Regions from separate parts of the Zea mays genome. Here region 2 is linked to region 1. Evidence: chromatin contacts called from public Hi-C data. All regions are on one chromosome and are shown on one strand. Each heading gives the region's core, a stretch centred on a gene start, on an enhancer-like site or on the middle of the called end of the contact. The rest is flanking DNA. Distances are from core to core; before and after follow the strand shown. Region 1 overlaps LOC100192489 (putative protein kinase superfamily protein). Region 2 holds the start of LOC100284187.

What was found. A called contact is a pair of places that touch in the nucleus more often than the background predicts.
Region 2: a contact with region 1 is called in a Hi-C map of ear, with 1.6 times the contacts expected there. The contact joins the promoter of LOC100284187 here to the enhancer-like site in region 1. A contact is called at or near these places in 2 of 25 Hi-C or Micro-C datasets (ear and endosperm).

What each region holds. Positions count from the first base shown.
Region 1 is chr4:164,425,768-164,432,659 of Zm-B73-REFERENCE-NAM-5.0, reverse strand. It overlaps LOC100192489 (putative protein kinase superfamily protein), which reads right to left. Exons shown (of 18, transcript NM_001137709.1): 18 at 6,403-6,892. The coding sequence ends at 6,758. Among protein-coding and RNA genes, the nearest start is that of LOC100285750, 7.9 kb to the left of the region's middle. Within about 2 kb of position 4,064, at least 17 of the 20 cell types and tissues checked have an H3K27ac peak or open chromatin away from gene starts, as enhancers often do. A contact at or near this core is called in ear, where this site is marked.
Region 2 is chr4:165,025,572-165,032,463 of Zm-B73-REFERENCE-NAM-5.0, reverse strand. It overlaps LOC100284187, which reads left to right and starts at 3,966. Exons shown (of 9, transcript NM_001157083.2): 1 at 3,966-4,079. It overlaps LOC103653964 (Replication factor C subunit 3), which reads left to right. Exons shown (of 12, transcript XM_035967380.1): 5 at 996-1,167; 6 at 1,255-1,436; 7 at 1,792-1,928; 8 at 2,043-2,138; 9 at 2,332-2,401; 10 at 2,549-2,623; 11 at 2,708-2,753; 12 at 2,943-3,303. The coding sequence ends at 3,019.

The DNA.
Region 1 (6,892 bases), core at 2,815-5,314:
GTTTTGAGGTAAAACTATGGTATTGGAGGATACCATATTATTTTTTACCAAGAGGTATTTGGCTAAATTGTAAAAAAAACTCCGTTTCGAATTACATGGTTTTGTGGATACTATGTTATTTTTGGAGTATATGTTATTTTAGGAGTATTTGAAACTTCATTCCAACCTAAAGTTTTTGTCTATGACTAGCATTGCATATATATATATATATATATATATATATATATATATATATATATATATATATATATATATATATATATATACGGTGGCACTAAAATGCATCTGGGTGCATTCTCTATATTGAATGCACCCACCTGCAATAACACCCTGAGCACGTCCTCGGCCCTCCTGTACGCGCGCCTCCCTGCCCCCCGCCGCCGCGTGCCTCCGTGTCCCCGCGCCACCCTCTCCCCCACCGCCGTCGAGCGCCACCCTCTCCCCCACCGCCGCCGAGCGCCTCCCTGTCCCCGTGCCGCCGCGCGCCTCTCTGTCAGCGTGCCTCCCTGTCCCCCGCATTAGGTGTGATTGCAACTGCTGTATAATTCTACCCAAATATCTGTTAAAAAATGTAAACAAAAATGATTGCAACTGCTGATGTGTTGTAATTGCAACTGCTGGTGTGGTGTGATTGCAACTTCTATATAACTATGTCCAAAAATCTGTTAAACAAACAATGATTGCAACTGCTGGTCTGGTGTAATTGCAACTGCTAGTCTGGTGCGATTGCAACTTCTATATAACTATGTCCAAAAATCTGTTAAACAAACAATGATTGCAACTGCTGGTCTGGTGTAATTGCAACTGCTAGTCTGGTGCGATTGCAACTTCTATATAACTATGTCCAAAAATCTGTTAAACAAACAATGATTGCAACTGCTGTCTGGTGTAATTGCAACTGCTGGTCTGGTGTGATTGCAACTTCTATATAACTATGTCCAAAAATCTGTTAAAACAAACAATGATTGCAACTACTGTCTGGTGTGATTGCAACTGCTGTCTGGTGTAATTGCAACTGCTGGTCTGGTGTGATTGCAACTTATGTGAAGAGGTTGAGCCGTTCGCGGAGAAAGAGGGGCGTGGGCAAGTGAAAAGGTTCTGTCGGGAGCGTGCGGGAGGGACGAAGACGTGTGGGAGGAACGAAGACGGCCTAGGTGGGATGGTTGGCTCGGACCTGACGCGTAGGTTCGGCCTGGGTGCATTCTCTATATTGAATGCACCCAGGTGTAATATATAAATACAGTATATATATATATATACACACTAAATATCATGGTTTAAGATAATTTGTTTCTAAACACGTATTGCTAAAAGTGATATAAAAAATGACATCTTAAAATCGTATTATTCTAAAATAATGGTTTTAAAATACTTTGTTTCCAAACAAGCCCTAAGGTTGGCATTGCCAGGGCTATGAAGCATAAGGGTCTTTTGAGAAAGCCCTTGGCAAGAAGGTATTGTAGGATTATGGAGAGACTACGCTAGCGTAAAACAAAATTTTCAAATTCATAAAATTAGGAACTACAATAGTTATAGATCATGGTATTACCACTAGACGCGCAGATACATTCAGTCGGCGATGTGTCGAGCAACAATGTCGTTCAGTTGTTAACGCGTTGAATAGTGTCGTTCAATCGGTAATGTGTTGAGAAGTGTCGTTTAGTCAGCGACACCTTTCACGTCTTCACGCGGTTCGCTCAAGTGCTCTAGATGCAGCACCTCTAAGGTATCCATATGTATAGGGAGGAAGTGATCACGTATCGGATAGCTAGGTCCGCAATTACGATACGGCAAGGGCGAGGCGCGGCGGCGATTAGGGTTATCCTTTGACCTGTTACACCTTCACCTCTCAATATATAGGAAGCTGGTGGGAAAACGATCTTTTATAGGCCTTGAAGTCTGCTCTGGTGGGTCGAGTTTGGGCTTGGCTTTCAGTTGCATAGAGCGCAACATCCCTTTCTCGGCCTGAAGCAGCCCCTAGAGCTACATGACACCGGGGGGATAACAACGTCACAGATTCAAGCAGCGTCGTGTTGCCATCGCGCTCCCATGAAAAAAATGTTGTGCATCTTTGATGCAAACCGAGATGTTTGCATCCCCTCACAACTTATTAAACGGGCCTAACGAAGAAGTGCCTTGAGCCGATGAGAATCAAGCTTGCAAATTCTGAGTCCATCGGTTAGACGGCTACATACGCTTCAGCTCACGATGACACGGAATAAGACAAGGTCAGCCTTGATCGTTTGACTCCTCCCACAACCAGCAGAAACATAGAAACCCTACCGTCGCAGAACGTCGACGTCGTCGATCACTTCATCGCTATCGATCGCTTCTTCGCTTAGGGGATGTGGTCAGCTGTGGCGAAAGATGAGGAAGATGCCGATAGGTTAGGCGGCAGCTGTACAGGAGATAGGGTCGGTGGCCGAGATTGGGTCTGGTGGCCGCAGTGACCGATGGGATCGGTTGGGATTCTCGCCCATGACCATGAGAGCTGCTATGCCAACAGGTGAAGCCGTAGCTGCTCATCAAACGAAGCCACACGATGGAGCCACGAAAAGATTTAGGCCCTGTTTGGTTTGGGGTGACTAAAGTTTAGTGACTAAAGTTTAGTCACTTTTAGTCTTTAAAGAAGTAAACATGGTGACTAAAGTGGGGTGACTAAATTTTAGTTCTTTAGTCACTAAGGGATGACTAAAAGGGACTAAAGTAGTATTTTTACCTTATTTGTCCTCTCCACTTTCTTCTTATAGCAAACATTCATTAATTAATAGGGGTAAAATAGTCATTATTCACAGCAATTAATGCCTTTTAGTCCGGTTTAGTCAATGGAACCAAACGGAGTACTTTAGCGACTAAACTTAAGTCACTAAAATTTAGTCTAGTGACTAAGGGAACCAAACAGGGCCTTAGCCAGAACGCCTGGAGCCAAAGCTGTGGAGACAGCTGGTTGGGCATCTTTGTTGGGCCCATTCAGCAATTTTGAGGGGCTGCAAACATCCCCGTTTACATCTGGAATGCACAACATTTTTTTCCGCTCCCACGCAGCATCATCAAGAACTGAACTATGTATGGAGTGTTAGTTTGGAATGCACAAATTGACGAAAATGGCTTTATTTTTATCAAAAAAAAACACATGGAAAAATCCGCTTTGAAGGGGACTGAGCACCAAGTTCGAGTGGCCTTTTTCTAGCAAAGGCTGCACGCAGGCAGTGTGTGCACGTAACCCGATATGATCGCATACAAATCTGACGTTATGCCACCTTTGAAGAAAGTATAATAACATGCAGTGGCGGATCTAGGAACAGGTTTAAATGGGCTTATTTCTCTCTTCCTTCCTTCTTCTCTACCCTGTATCTCGTTTTCCAATGGAGCGAAAGGCTTATTTTTGTCTCTTCTTCTTACTCCTCTCTTCTCTACCTTACACCTTCTCCAATGGACTTGCATGGATGTAAGGGAAGCTAGATCCGTCCATGATAAGATGATGTAGATGAGCTACAAGAGATGTCATGCCAGATTTATAGCGATGTGTAAGAAAGGTAAATACACACAGAGAGAAAGTGGGCTCCTCACTAGTAGCCATGTGAGAATGGGTTGTTCACAAATTCTAGTCACTTTGTGAAAGAAAGAGATAAAACATATATTAAATGCATAGCTTATATAATGAGAGGCTTATTATATAAGTAAGCTTTTAGTTGACTAAATGTGACATAATAACACCATAAAACCCGTTATATGCTACATTATTAAACTTGCTCTTAGTTTGCCTAAGGCTAGCTAGCCCGCCGCTGCTCTCTTTCTCTCGTGCCCGGTGCCCATAGAGATGGTAACGGGAAATTTATCGTTCACGAATAGCTCCCCATTCTCGTTCCAAAAAAATTCCCAACAGAAATCACCACAAACGGCTCTTGTGGTGCGGCGGCGATTAGGGTTATCCTTTGACCTGTTACACCTTCACCTCTCAATATATAGGAAGCTGGTGGGAAAACGATCTTTTATAGGCCTTGAAGTCTGCTCTGGTGGGTCGAGTTTGGGCTTGGCTTTCAGCTGCACAGAGCGCAACATCCCTTTCTCGGGCTGAAGCAGTCCCTATAGCTACATGACATTGGGGGAATAGCAACGTCACAGACTCAAGCAGTGTCGCGTTGCCATCATGCTCCCCAACGAACAAATGCTCCCATTAAAAAAAGTTGTGCATCTTTGATGCAAACCGAGATGTTTGCATCCCCTCACAACATGCTGAACGGGCCTAACGAAGAAGTGCCTTGAGCCGATGAGAATCAAGCTTGCAAATTCTAAGTCCATCGGTTGGACGGCTCCATACGCTGCTCACGACGACACGGAATAAGACAAGGTCAGCCTTGATCGTTTGACTCCTCCCACATCCAACAAAAACATAGAAACCCTACCGTCGAAGAACATCGACGTCGCCGATCACTTCATCGCTATCGATCGCTTCGTCCCTTAGGGGATGTGGTTAGATGTGGCGAAAGATGAGGAAGATGCAGATAGGTTAGGTGGCGGCTGTATAGGAGATAGGATCGGTGGCCGAGATTGGGTCTGGTGGTTGCAGTGTCCAATGGGATAGGTTGGGATTCTCGGCCATAACCATGAGAGTTGCTATGCCAACACGTGAAGCCGTAACTGCTCATCAAACAAAGCCGCATGATGGAGCCACGAAAAGATTTAGCCAGAACGCCTGAAGCCAAAGCCGTGGAGCCAGCTGGTTGGACATCTTTGTTGGGCCCATTCAGCAATTGCGAGGGGCTGCAAACATCCCCATTTAGGCTATCCGCAAGCGTTCCCCCTAAATTTTCCCCCTTATATCACTTTTTTGCGTCACATCATCAACATTTCACCCCCTAAATTTTCATCTCCCGCAACGGTTTCCCCTATATTATCCCCCTATACTCCACTACAACTATAAAATATTATTATCTACCCCTATTCATCTTTTATTTCTATTTTTGTTCAACTATTAAATAGGGGAGCACTGTGCAAGAGGGCGCTACAGTGCTCCCCTTGATCTGGGGGACGTGCGCGTCCTCCCCTACGCCTGTAGCACGTAGGGAGCCGTTTAGCGCGCGCCGCTGCAGCGTGAGCGTCGCTCTAAATCGCTACAGGGAAAGGGGAGCGCGGGTGTAGCGGATGGCGCTGCAGCTAGCCTTACATCTAGGACGCACAACATTTTTTTCGCTCCCACGCAGCAACAACCAGAACTGAACTACGTTTGGAGTGTTAGTTTGGAATGCACGAATTGACGAAAATGGCTTTATTTTTATAGAAAAAACACACGGAAAATTCCGCGTTCTAAAGGGGACTGAGCACTGAGTTCGAGTGGCCTTTTTCTAGCAAAGGATGCACACAAGCAGTGTGTGCACCCAACCCGACACGATCGCATACACATATGAGTATATGACGTTATGCCACCTTTGGAGCAAGTATAATAACATGAAGTGGTGAACCTAGAAATAGATTTAAAGGGGCTAATTTTCTAGTGACCAGTTGCGGAGATAGCACAAGCTGGTAGAGGCTTATTTCTCTCTTCCTCTCTACCATGTACCTCGTTCTCCAATGGAGCGAAAGACTTATTTTTCTCTCTTCTTACTCCTCTCTTCTATACCCTACACCTTCTCCAATAGACTTGCATGTATGTAAGGGGGCTAGGTCCGCCCATGATGAGATGATGTAGACGAGCTACAAGAGATGCCAATGCCAGATTTATGGCGATGTGTAAGAAAGGTAAATACATAGAGAGAGAAAGTGGACTTTTCACTAATAGCCATATGAGAGTGGGTTGCTCACAAATTCTAAGACGCTTTGTGAGAGAAAGAGATGAAACAAATATTAAATGCATAGCTTATATAATGAGAGGTTTATTATATGATTACGTTTTTAATTAGCTATATGTGACATGATAACACTATAAAACCTGATAACACTATAAAACCCGCTAGATGTTATATTATTAAACTTGCTCTTAGTTTGCCTAGGGCTAGCTAGCCCACCGCTGCTCTCTTTCTCTCGTGCCCGGTGCCCATAGGGATCGCAACAGGAAATTTATCGTGACAAAAAAAGTTCTAACAAAAATCACCACAAATTCACGAACGTTTGCGAGGGACGTTTCTTTTCCATCTATGTTCATCGCGAATAAATCTCCAACTAGGATCCCCACACTCGCTTAAACAACCACTATTTTCAAACGGACGGAGTACTATACTACTACTGATTATCGTACTGATCTCAGATTAACCGTGCTCACATTTTCCAATCATCCACATTGGTATTTTCTAGCGCCACTTGGTATAATACTTTATCCATATTGGAGAGTGACAACTCATGTGCATACAGTACGTGAAATTGGCATTTTACGGTGTTCTCACCTGTGCACTGTACCTGTACATTCAAACCAAACATGAAACGTCCATCCCAGCAAGATATGAACAAGACAAAATTAATAGCACACATCATGTTTATTAAAACATGGGGGCAAAGTTGACGCAGGCAAAAGGCAGATCGAAGGCCAGGAAGAGGGTTAAGGCTCGAAGCAGGCTCTAGCACTCCACAAAGGAGTTTGCAAAGCCATTCCTAAGATGACTCGATGCAGCAAAACTGTGGCGATGGCAAATCCGCGCGACCATCGACAGGCAAACGCTCAGGATGAGCTAGCCTCTCTTCGGCACACTGGTTCCTGCACACTATACACCATATCCCTCCACCCTCCTGCAGATGATCGGATTTTCACTCTACGTACCCTTGTTTAGCTGACCAATTTTCTCGTCAGCCTCTTTGCCGGAGGGATATCGTCAGACTTCCCCAGGAAGTCTGACTTGCCATGTCCGGCCTTCATCGTCGGGGCGGCAGGCTTCACGGCGCTTCGTGTTCTGGAGGTCAC
Region 2 (6,892 bases), core at 2,717-5,216, 600 kb before region 1:
CCCCCTCCTCCGCCTGGTTGCGCCGTCGCCCCCTGGTCACGCCTCCCACTGCTAGGCGCCCAGATCCGCACGACCCTCCCTCCTCTCTGGGTGTGAGCACGATGGCTGCCCTTGTCCCCAATCCGCCTCTGCCGCGCCTCCTAGCGCCGCCGGCCGCCCGATCAGAAGCGTCCTGCGCCTCTCCTTAAAGCTTCTTCCGTCGCTGGCGTCGACACCCCTTGCCAGACCCGGCGCAGGCCCCTGCCCGGCTGGTCCCACCCCGTCGGCCTCCGCCTCCATAGCCGTCATCATTGGATCTGTCACTGCCGCGGCTTTCCCGGTCGGATCCACCGCTGCCGCGACCTTCTCGGCTAGATTCGTTGTCCCTTTGGCCGGATCACGGTCTTCATGGCTGGATCCGTCGCTGTCGTAGCTTTCCCGACCGGATCCGTCGATACCCCTTCTACTCTGCCGCGGGCACGACCACCCTGACTGGCGTAGACGCGCGCGCTGCCTCTGGCCTCCTTGGCAGGGCTCCTCGACGACCGGATGACAGAGGAAGGAAGAAGGTCCCCGATCTACTGCTACTCTTCTTTTGTTGCATCGCCCTGCCGATCGTTGACGATCGAACGTCGTCCCCTCCCGAAGAACAGGCTACCACTGCGTGTCTCCTGACCACGACCACCTCGACTTTGGCTACCTCGGCATACAGGGGCTATTGTCTTCTTGGAGTGGACATCGGTCTCTGCTCTAGCCGCAACATTCACATGCTCACGACGCTGCGACTGCGGGGGGATTTCAACCCGTCTGCTCGTACCTTCGGCTTCTGCTCCAGTCTCATCGTTCACGGTGCTCCCGTTGCAACTGCGGAGGGATGTTAGAGTGTGTGTTCCTATGTGTAGGTGGGCTGGCACCACCGTTGGGCTGCCGGCCCATTAGGGTTAGGGTTCCTGTGCCTCTATATATTGTAACACTCCTCTATGCAATACATCTGAGAAAAGCTTTCCATAATTCAGCAGGGGTCCATATCTGTGCCTATTCTCGTCCCAGTTTCATCCAGCAATAACCATGTGGAACTCCACATGAGGTTTCAATCGAAGAACGCTAGATATGCTTTGATGACTCTAGCAAATGAAATGTCTGATAAGTGTAAAATCACTGAGCCAATTGTGAGAAAGAGCTTTAAAGGTATAATTCACTCTCTGCAGTTCTGCAACATTGTTCCTTGATGTGCCATTTCATTTGAACCATTAATAACATGATTCTTTGTTCTAGTGATTGTTCTCTATGATGTTGATAAAGTCAGCCAAAATAACCAGCGTCTGATAAAATGGATAATAGATTCCTCCTCTGATGCATGCAAGATAATAATGACTTGCCAGGATGAATCTAATCTCCTAGATTCTATAAAGAGTCGTTGCAAGATTATTTCAATTGGTGTGCCCAGTACACGTGAGGTGAGTTCTCATTTTTAGTAATAAGCCAGGAATCATATGTTATCTGTGATCAACTATAAATCTAGAATTCATAAGACATGACATAGTTATTTGGCTTTATTAGTAGGTTACTTTCACTTGACATGGGAAAAGTCATTATAGATAAAAATAATCCCTCCATTCCAAATTATAAGATGTTTTATTTTTTCTAGATATATAGTTTTTGTTATGCATTTAGATACACATTATGTCTAGGTATGTAGTAAAATTCATATATCTAGAAAAGGCAAAACATCTTATAATTTTAAACGGAGAGAGTAGCACAATGAACATAAATATTTCTTAATAGTTTATAATGTTTTAATATTTCTGTCAGGTGGTAGATATCCTTACCTATACATCAAGAAAAGAGAGTTTTGATCTTCCTACAAGTTTTGCTACTACCATTGCGAATCAATCCAGGAAGAACTTGAGGGAGGCTATATTGGCTCTAGAGGCATGTAAAGCCAACAAGTACGATCACCGTGTTCCTCTAGCATGAAAAGGCTTCTCATCACTGCGCTAGGTCTGTTCATTATATTTCATCAGTATCTAATTTTGTTTTTGTTTCCCTTTCAATTTACCCAGTTATCCCTTCATTGATGGACAAGCTATACCACTAGGATGGGAGGAGGTTCTGGAGGAACTTGCAGTAGAAATTTTGGATGATCCTGCCCCTAAAAGGTCTGACTGTAGAATTAGAAGAATTTTAACTGTTGAATGTTCATATTATTCTTTGTTCATTGGGAGGTTAAGCTATTACAATGAATATACTGTTTGGTGACTTAAATACTTAATATTTGTCATTATGTGCAACAGTTTGTGTGATTGCATCCTACTAGTCCATTTGCATAACAGATGGGGAAAAATTGTGTAGGTTATTTCTGGCACGAGGCAAGCTCCAAAAACTCCTGGTGGAATTTGTACCTCCTAAACTAATACTCCAGGTAAATTATGCAAACTAGAAATTATATTGTTACAGGTAAATTATTGTTATTATTTATTTATTTATTTATTTATTTTGTGCTTCAGGAATACTATTTTCTCAACAGAGATAACTATGCATATGAACTTCATTCTCAAATCTCTTGCAGAAGCTCGTAGAACTCTTCTTGAAGGGAATTCAGACTGGCGTGAAGAGGGAAGTCTACTATTGGCATGCCTACTATGTGAGCTTGTCTCTCTCACACCATCCAGTTCAGCATGCACTTCCCTGGTGAGCAATTTTAATATATGAGAATAATGAATTTCAGGACAAGAGGTTGCCTGTTGGTGCAAGTGCTCTGCTTAAATTGGAAGGTAATTTATTTCCCCTGCATTCCAATAACTAGTGCTTGTGGTACTAGAAAGTTTTCTTTTGTATTTTGGGCACGGGGTCCATTTGAGTTGCTATCGGACAAGGCATATTGTCAGTGCATTTACGTGTCGTCTTCCATTGGCTCTGTCAACCACCGGAATTCCCTGAAGTATCGTTTTCTCTTTGTTCAGAATTCGTTGCCAAGTTCATGAGCATCCACCGGAAGAGCATGTCGCATGAGCCCAAGATTCCTGAGGTGCCGCAGTGAAACCTGGCAGAGCATGTCCTCGTGCGGTTCGGCCGTGTCGAAATCCCGTTTGTGGTGGTGGTTTTTCTGTTTTATATAATTCACCTTACGTGATCAACTGTCATGGTCCATGTTTTTCTTGTTCTATGTATATACTATATGGTACACATATATGCTACTACTGAGTACACAAATATGTCCAGCCGAATAAATGTCTATACGGCTATACCATCTGTGTTGGCAATATCTTGTTGCAAAAGTTTGGGAGTGGACGTATAATAATCTTTTGATTTGAGGTACGTGAATTTTGGCTATCAGTTTGTTCTTTTCTTTTTTAAAAAAGGTAGGGAGGTTTTGGGTATCAAGCTAGTAGGCAGTAGCCAGTAGCAGAAGTACGGATGGGCCGCAGACAACTTCCGCAGGCGGCACGCCACGCTTTTTGCTGGACTGCTACGATTACGAACTAGACAGCTTCATGGGCGGGCTTATTGTCCGAGTGGTTAGGCGGCCACTAGCCGACATGGTCTGTGCCGTGCCAGTCTGGTGGAGCAGTTGGAGGCAGCGCGCCCGGGTTCTCGCCGGGCCCCGGCCTCGAGCCCTCGAATGCTCGAAGCCCCGGAATGGAACCCGCGACTGTACGGACGGGCGTCGGCCTCCGCGTCTAGGGACTAGGGTCCACTCCCGCGGTGAACGAGGTCTTCCCACGGCGTGGCGTCCGATTCCCAAGTATATTCCTTCGCCGCCGTGGCCTGTGATGAGACGGGGAAATCAGATGCGGTGCCGGTGTGCAGCCTTCCACTCCGCCCTGTTCCCCTGAAGCGCGTTATCCCTCGCGTGGCGCGATCGGCACCGTCCACGTCACGGTCGTGCGGCCGTCCGATGAGTCGATGGGACGCCGGGGCCCACCCGTCATAAAGCGAAGGCCTATAGCTGCCGGAAATATCACATTTGATTCGAGCCAGTCAGCCAGCCCCGGAGCCCTGGACAGCAGCAGTGAACTCGAGGCCGCTCCGCCACCTCGCCACTCGCCTCTTCTCGCTCTCGCCACCGGGCCAGGGAAGGGACCATCCGATCGGCTCCGGTGAGTGGCGAGGGCGCCTCCTCCTTCCTGTTTCCCTCTGATCCATCGCTTGCTCGTGCTTCTCACCTTCTGATGACGCTGCTTTCTCCGTTTTCGTGCGCCTGCCCTGCCCCCTGAGCGCGTTCGTGTGTGTGTGTGTTTTTGTTTCTCGCCGATGCGCATGCGCCCGTTCGGTTGGGTCCTTAGCTTGGCCTTGACGCTTCTATGGTGCGCTTTCCTGTGCTTAATCTGTTGGTGATGTATTTAGTGATCAGAGGCGGGTAGTTTAGTTTGCGACCGTTTCTCTTCGTTGATCCCCTCCCCCTTTTCTACGTTTTTATGCAGGTTTCATGTGTTTTTCTTATATCCTGTTTCTGATTCATTTTTCCCTAATTCCTTTTCCTAAACTCTGGTGCCCTTCAGTACTAGTCTTTACTACTGCTAGTAGTATCACAAACGGCATCAACATTTTTGTTCCCCACTTTATCAGTAGTATAATGGAAAAACGTCTGGCGAAATTCGGAAATACGCTTTTGGGATGCTTCTGATAACCAACGAATGTGCTCTTCCTTGTTTTAGATCCTATTTCAATCTGAACTTTCCGCATGGATCCTTTTTTTTTTATTAGGCTTGTTTTGATTTCACTCCTGTATTGGGTTTTGCTCTACGTAAAACCAATAGTGGATTTGTTTACACGGCTCGGTAGTTATGCTACTCTGGCGATCGAGTTATGTAATTATGTTACTCTGGATCGGCTTCGATTTGTTCTGGACAGGATCATTACGCTGTGTGGCTTTTGTTTGCTTCACTTTTCGAGAGCGTCCCTTTCTTGTTATGCATGCTGAGTTTGCTATAAACATGTAGCAGCACTGCACTGCACTACAACCTCGTTGGCACTCTATCCGTCCTCTGTTTTTTTTTTTGGTGATGACAATTGTTCTGTTTCCCATCTGGTTCTACTCCATGTTTGTAGAAGGCGGTGCTGCGATTATTCAGTACTTGCGAGCATGTGTTTTTTTTGTACTAGCACTACCGTGTGTGCACGATTCCTATTTTTGTAGAAGGTGGTGCTGCAATTGTTCAGGACTTGGTTGTTCATGTTGTCTCGTGCGGAGTTGTTTAGGATACTGATGTCATCTCTTCGTATATTGCTTGACTAAGATCATGCTAGTTTTGATTAGGTAGCTTGCATAGAAAAAGCTTGAGTATGTATGTACTAATCAAATCGCGCCCTGTGGCAATCCCGTACATACATTAATTTCACTTGGCATTGTTCATTGGCATCTTTCTTTATGCTATCTGCAGTAACGTAGAAGGCCACTTTCCGTTTGTCCTTTTCTGCTTTTGTATGGCTTTGAAGTTACTCAGGAGACAGAGCTTTTCTGCGTTCTCAATTTTTTTTTTGGAACGAAGTGGCAGGAGCTACTCAGGCCTTAGTATCGGGCACCTAAGAAGGAACACACTCAGGTCTTAGTATCGGGCACCTAAGAAGGAACACGACATGCAACCCTAGTACAAGCCAAAGCGGTTAGACGCACTTTTATAGAGCAAGACACACTCTCTCACTCTCCCTGCGATCCGGAGCGGTGACAGCGAGCGATGCTCAAAGATTCTTCGGTTGCGCTCCTTCCAAAGGTTCCACGTAGTGTAGATGACCAGGCCATTGAACTCCCTTTTGCGATCTTGCGGAAAGAGAGTCTCCGTCTTCTCTCACCACTCGCCAATGCTGGAGATGTTGCTCAAATCCACATGTTGCGGCAGGGAAAAGCTTTCCCAAGCAAGAACTGTGTTCCAGACCTCATGAGCGAAGGGGCAGGTTAGGCATAGATGGAGTTCTGATTCTATAGGTCTATTGCATAGGGCGCAAGATGGTTGGTGCGGCCATCCACGACGTGCTAGGTTGACTGCGTTCTCAATTTGTTTACTCTCCATGCCTGATGGCTCCAAAAGTTATCCAGTTTCTGATTAGGCCCGGTTTGTTCCTTTATTTTAAGGAATTGGAATCTAAACTAATAGAGTAGACTATTTTTTTAGAATTAGTCATCCCACAACTTTCCAAAGTTTATATATAAATCAACCTCAAATTTATAGGATGAGAGATGAAAATTGATTCTATATATTTGAATGCTACTTTTCTAATATACAAATTATAGCACACTCTTCTACTTGATTCTCTATAGCATAAGTGTAGTGTATAACTATCTCTCTCATATGATTTAGGATAATATACAAATATATTAGCTTAATTAGTTTGTGTCTAAATTATGATTATTAGAATGGAATTCAATTCCAATGAAACAAACGGAACCTTAGAGTTTTTTCTCCTTTGACAAATCGACATGACAACAAAGCAAGAAACTAAGAAGTTCTTTGTTCAGTTGTTCATTTGGGGGGGGGGGAGGGATGGGCGGCTTTGTTCAGTTGTTCTGTGTGTGGTTTTCCTCATCCCTATCTAATACTCCTTTTACCTCAAAATATAATTTGTTTTAGACTAATCAAACATTCATTAAGTAACATATGAATGTAGTTTGTATGTATGTCTATATTCATTATTATTGGAATGAATGTGGACGGAAAAAAACGTGGGCCAGAAAGAACTATATTTTGGAATGGAGGGAGTAAATTTTTGCCATGGGCCCACGGCAATTCTCTTGTGCTTTCGAAAAAAATGTGAGGTCATGGATATGGTGCCAGTAATTTTAGTGTAGAATTGTACAAGTTGGTTGCTAAAGTCTACTTACTCACTTAGGCAATGCTTACCTATTGTTTGAGCACATACTCAACAAAGTGGCGTGAGCTATTTAACTTGCCTCTTATGGTTCTTGAATTATAGA